2 separate regions of the Capsicum annuum genome follow, and region 2 is linked to region 1. The links are chromatin contacts, called in public Hi-C maps. All regions are on one chromosome and are shown on one strand. Each heading gives the region's core, a stretch centred on a gene start, on an enhancer-like site or on the middle of the called end of the contact. The rest is flanking DNA. Distances are from core to core; before and after follow the strand shown.

Region 1 (3,078 bases), core at 167-2,666:
TTCCATCAATAGCTTCATCAAACTCCTCTGCATCTCCCAATCGCTCATGTAACGATGTTAATGTACTCCGGGAAGTAGAGTACTTCCTCTTTGATCCATTACACCCAATTTCTACTGTTCCATTGGGCGACAACACACGACATTGGTGCTTCTTACTTCCAATTTCACGTCTAGCATTTCTCGAGCTAGCCTTTTCGCTATAGGGATCAAATTCAGGGTCCAAAGCAGATTCTTTAACACTAGTTTTACTCTTCTCTTTCTTCCAATTATCAAGAACCGAATCATTAAACCTAGACGGAAGTACCTGAATGCGTCCGCGTGAAGTCCTCACCAGTGGCGGCCGTGCAGCCTCCTGCACCGAATTACTCCTCTGTTTCGGCATCGAATTCGAGTCCGCCTCCGCCTCACCAGCACAACGCGACACCTCCGTACACCACGACTCCTCCGCCACCTCCGCCGTAGCTCCGCCGTTACCTCCGGCGGCTAAAATTTTCTTAATATTATATCCATTAAATGGAATTATACCGGCGGCAACCTCACCAAGTAGGTGTAAAGGGTAATACCCACTACTACTGTTACTAGTCTTCCGCTTCTTCCGATTATTATTAGAAAAGTCTTCGTTATCATCACCACCCGAATCAGCCATACGACACCGTTTCAAACTCGGCATTACCGTTTTCAAGCTCTTCTTTATTATCATCTCAAACAAACAACAGCTTCCCCAAATTCCCAATTCACCAATCAATTCGAAACCCTAATTTTGACTGAATCAAATTAAACCCAGCAAAAATTGTTCACAACCCAAGTGAAAAAATACAAAGAAAATTCAGCCCAAGTGAAAAGGAGAGAGAAAAATTGAAGTAGAAAACAATCACAACAGCGGGAAAGAGAGAGAAAATGAATAAATAGGAGGAAGAAGAAGATAAAAGTAGAGTGAAATTGAGGAGAAGATCTGATTAGCTGAAAAGAAAAAGGGATCTCTGTTCCAGCAATTTTTCCCAAAACTGTCTATGAGAGAGAGAGAGAGGGGAAATGATTTTATATATTAATTAAAAAAATGTAAAATGTGTGAACATTTGTCAAATTTGACGTGGTGCGGGAATTAATTTAGGAGCATTTTTGGTTTTTTTTTGGGTGAAATTGAAGTGCAAATATAGATGTAGATTGTGTGAATGTATAGATTAGAATGCAAGTTTAGAGAGGAAAGGGAATAAGGATGACTGGGGTGGGGTGGTGGGTGGGTGGGTGGGGGGAGTTGGCGTTAAGAGTAAAGCAAAGCAACATAGTAATACGAGGGAGAAATTTGCTAACATGACCAGACGTGATTGGAGTCCAAGATTGCATTTTTGTTGGAAATATAGTTTGAGACATGGCTAAATTGAAGTCGGCTAATTAACGTATGAAATGTTTTTTTTTTTTTTGGGTGTTGCAGAGGTTGTCTTTTAAGTATTCTTTTGTAAGAATGTTCTCCAAGAAACTTGGAAGAAAAAAAGTGAAACGGATAATTTCATGTTTTATCAATTTTTATTATATTCTTTTTTTTTTTTTTTTTAAAATGGAAATGGGTTCAGAATTTGGAACTTAGAATTCATGAATATGAGATTTTTATTTATATTTACTTTGATTGTGCGTAAAATCGAAGTTCAAGAAAATTTTTAAAGGTAAAATTTTTAAAGGTGAAAGTTGACATATTCTGATTTGAAGTAGCTGCTATTACGTCCATGATCAAAAGAAGCAGGAATAGGGAAGAGATGAATTATTGATTAATCTTGTTAATGTTAATGTTAATTTCTATTTTTAGTAAGTAGTCAGTGAAAAATAATATTAAGAATTTGAAGGTTAATAAATTCAGGGTTCTAATATGGGTCATCGAACTCCTAAGTGTGAAAAGTGCAAGTTGGAACAAGAGATTTTGTTAATGGATTTTTCTTTTTATTTAGTCGGTGGATTGAATTGGGTGTTGAAGAAAGTGGGAATTTTTTGGTAAAGATTGAGACTTTCTGTTGGCTGGTCACTCACCGGAGTTTTTGTACTTTTTAGCTACCGGACATCAATAGTGGAGATGAAGTGTTTCGCTCTGCTATTCTTTGAATTCGCACTAGATAAATTTATTCTTCTTCAATAGCTTGTGAATGGCGCAAAATAAGTTTTGTGTCTCGAGCTCGATTGAGAAAGGAGTCAAATGGTGACATCTCAAGTATTTCTTTTTGAGGTACCGCACTCACTGCATCAATTTTAATCGACCAGAAAGGAGTAGGTGGGATTCGACTTTGGTCTCGATAGACGTTCGGTTTTTCATCTTCTTTGCCGGCGCTCGCTGTAGAGGTTGTTTGGTTTGTGAGAGTTTATTTTGTGACGTGATAGCTTTATTTAGTGACCGTTTGTTCAATTCATTTTTTAAAAAAATAAAAAAAAATTGGATACTTTTAATTTAAGTTATAAATAGGCACCAGTAGGATGGAAATTTGGAGATGAGGGGTCATGGTGGTTTTGTGGTTGGGGTGTTGTCTCTGACTTGTGTGGTGTTGTATAAATAATGGTATTTTGTAAAAAGTATTTTCTGGGCAAACAGTTATTCTTCTTCATCTACAGTTGCTAGGCACAGTGAAATGGTGTTGTCTAGGACTACTCTCATATTTGACGATGGCTGATGGTGGTTTTTATCTTTCCCTAACATTTTTAATAGAAAAAAAAAAAAAAAAAATCTTGTTTGTCTTTCCCTAGTGATGACTCCCTTCTGATTTCAGTTTCCTTGTAAAATTTGTTCTCTTTTTTTTTGCCCCCTCTACGGGCGAGTCTGCTACTACTTACTGTTAATTTTTTGGATCTAGATCTGACTTGATTTAGGTGACATATGACAGAAAATACAAGAGGAATTCTTGAGGTTTGAAAGGTCTTTCTGGTACAAATTCTTCAATAACAAGGGGAAAGACTTTTCTATGTTTTTTTTTTTTCGGGGGCCGGGGGGGGGGGGGGGTGCGGGAGTTGAACCAGGTAATCATTTTAGCAATTAGTCAAATAATGCAAGAACGATTCTATTTATTTTACTTTATTCTATTTTTTGGTGGGTAGTTGAAA
Region 2 (3,078 bases), core at 188-2,687, 46 kb after region 1:
AAAATGCCTAGTTCCATCTTAGATCCAAAAGTGTCAATGTCCATCACCTTTTTGTGGAAAAGGACACATGAAATGATTATATACGTATAAATAACATAAATACCAACCCTTTTGAAGTAATTATACTTTCTTCTATTTTTTTAATTACTTTACTTTTTTTTTCTATTAATATACATAACGTAGCCGACATATACATAGCATTCTGTGTATATATTAAAATTTTTATAATATGATTAGAGAGTTGGGATTGTTTGTAATATTGAAAACATAAGTTGTGTATTTGTGTAATATTTAGTTCATATTATCACTTCATAATTCACAGGGCACGTGGTATCATGTGATTGCCTGAAGAATAGCTTGAGCCCAATTTTGGAAGACACTGGTTCCACATGAACCTAACTGAGTTGGAACCTTGGAGGGTGTGTTCATCATACGTAAGAATCAAAATATATAAAAATAAATTAATACACACACAAAAAAAAAACTAAGGAAATTAGAACATATAAGATCGTCTAATCTTGTGTTTAGGGAATTCAAGGGCGAATACTAACTCCACTAGAATAGAGAACTTTTTATTTATCTATACAGTATAATATTCATCGAAAAACATATCAATTGACACCCTTGAACAAGGATAGCTCGTCATCGAACACACGTATGCCAAGTAGTGGAAAAGTTGTTAACTTTTAAGCCGAAGAATAAATAGGACAAAACTGAGTTCTCATTGCATATTTCTTTTTTAATGATTCATTTTCCTTCAACTTAGCCATGGTATTGGATTGTCCTGTTCAATAATTTATTACACGCTGGAAACTTCAGAATATATTGAATAACACAATTTTAAGTTTTGATACTTAATTAGTGAGCCAAAAATTATTTGTTGCATTACTTTTTTGTTTTTGTTGCTGAATTTCGAGAGAGTAGGAAATATTTAGTTGGACAAAAGGTATTGAAAAGAGTTTAAAATTGGAATTCTGTAATACAACAACTTGAATTTGGCTTCTCAATAATTTTTGAAGGGAAAGTGACATATCCGAAAACAATTACATTCCCTTACTAAATACATAAAAAGAAGAAGAATTATTATGTATAATATACATATGTTTTATGTATATTCCATAAACTCTCTCATGTTCTAGAAATGTCCATCCTTCTCAATTTATGTGTCAGTGTTGGAGTTTCAACCAAGTTTTTCTTTGATCGAAGTTTTTTTATGTATTTCTTAGATATTTTAAGTTGCTAATTATTATGATTTATAGTACGTTTATATAATTTTCGAACATGTATACTTTGTTTTAATACAATTTTTTATATCCGAATTTGCAATCAAATAGAAATTTAAACCGTGATAAAATGTAACAGAGGGAGTAATATTATGGAGTTATGAGAACCTTTATTGTGATACCATACTATATGAGGCAGGCAATGAGGAGTGGGAGTGGGCCTATTTTGGGGTAAGGGGAATAAAGACGAGGCCATATATGCCCCCTCCCATAATTGTCAATGTCCCTCTTTTTTTTTATTTTTTTTTATTTTGTGTGGAAAAGGACATCATCAAATATTGTGGTAGAGTGATATAAAATTCTTCATTCTTAATTAAAGATTTCGAGTTTAGACTCTAAGAATGAAATCATCTTTTATTGGGAGCGTCTTACTTTCAAGTAGGATGCGAATTTAAATTAATTGAACCACAAAGTGGTGCCAAATATCGGATGAGACAAAATAAGAAGGATGTAAGGAGAAAATTCACATTCTTACTTCACAGGACAAGTGTCATTACGTTGTTGTCACTGGTCTGTACCACAACTTGAGGAATATGCTAGATAGTTTTGTTAGAGGATGAACCTAACCAAGTTGGAATTGTTAAATGGTGTTTGAAGATTTAGCTCTATGCTGACACCAATGCCAAATGCCAAGTTGTGGAAAAGTTGGTAACCTTCTTCCAGCAACAGTTAATTCAAAGAACTATAATTGGAACTCATAATATACCAGAACTTGAATTAAATTGGCTTCTCAATAATTAACTATCCTATCTTGAGTTGTTGTATTACTCATGTTGTAGAAATGTTAATAAAAATAAAAGAAAAATTACACAAACTAGCATCCTTAAGATTATAATTACAATAAATAGCAACACTTCTTTAAAGTTGCAACTTATAGCAAAAGCAGTAATATTTTTCCCACTTCATAGTAATAGAAGAATATGTATTTTTCAGTTGTGCATATGTATTTATGAGTAATACATATATATTTGTATATGTATTTATATAACAACATTTTACTTAAATACAAAATACAATTTGATATTTTTCATAATTATGAAACTGTTGCTATAAAAGTTATAATTAAGACTACAGAATTACTATTTCTCAAATTTTTCCAAAAATAAATCCGTGAGGAGTGGGAGTGGGCCTGTTGGCTAAGGGGAATAAAGATGAGGCCATGCCACTCACCTTTTTGTGGAAAAGGACATAACCAAATATAGTAGTAAGGTAGTAACTAGTAAGTAACCTTACATTCTTGATCAAGGTCTTCTAAATTTTTATAACCCACATAATTAATTTAGGGAAAATTTCAGAAATAGCAATTCTATAGTCTTAATTATAACTTTTATAGCAACAATTTCATAATTATGAAAAATAGCAAATTGTATTTGTATTTAAGTAAAATATTGCTATATAAATACATATACAAATATATATGTATCACTCATAAATACATATGCACAACTGAAAAATACATATTCTTCTATTATTATGAAGTGGGTAAAATATTGCTACTTTTGCTATAAGTTGTAATTTTTTGAAAAAAGTGTTGCTATTTATTGTAATTATAGTGTTAAGGATGTTAGTTTCTGTAATTTTTTCATTAATTTATTTATTGGTTTAGTACTAATTGAATAAGTAAATCTTAAATCTGTATGGGAAAGTTACCTAGTAGGATTAAACTACTGACTAATCTGTTAGTAGGATAATTACTGACCGTTAGTGGATAATTATTATATTCACTATTCACGTTGATGGAAGTGAAAACATAACTGATTATTCCCTATTATAAAAGGAGTTCTCTTTTTGGCAA

Evidence for each region. Hi-C and Micro-C count contacts between places; a contact is called where the count stands out from the background.
Region 2: a contact with region 1 is called in a Hi-C map of leaf, with 2.4 times the contacts expected there. The contact joins the enhancer-like site here to the promoter of LOC107863129 in region 1. A contact is called at or near these places in 3 of 5 Hi-C or Micro-C datasets (bud, leaf and placenta).

What each region holds. Positions count from the first base shown.
Region 1 is chr3:228,940,822-228,943,899 of UCD10Xv1.1, forward strand. LOC107863129 (histone-lysine N-methyltransferase ATX4) reads right to left here and starts at 1,417. Exons shown (of 23, transcript XM_047409427.1): 1 at 1-1,417. The coding sequence starts at 700. LOC124897084 (a long non-coding RNA gene) reads left to right here and starts at 2,511. Exons shown (of 2, transcript XR_007053673.1): 1 at 2,511-3,078.
Region 2 is chr3:228,986,779-228,989,856 of UCD10Xv1.1, forward strand. No RefSeq gene overlaps it. Among protein-coding and RNA genes, the nearest start is that of LOC107863127, 26 kb to the right of the region's middle. Within about 2 kb of position 1,438, at least 3 of the 5 cell types and tissues checked have an H3K27ac peak or open chromatin away from gene starts, as enhancers often do. A contact at or near this core is called in leaf, where this site is marked.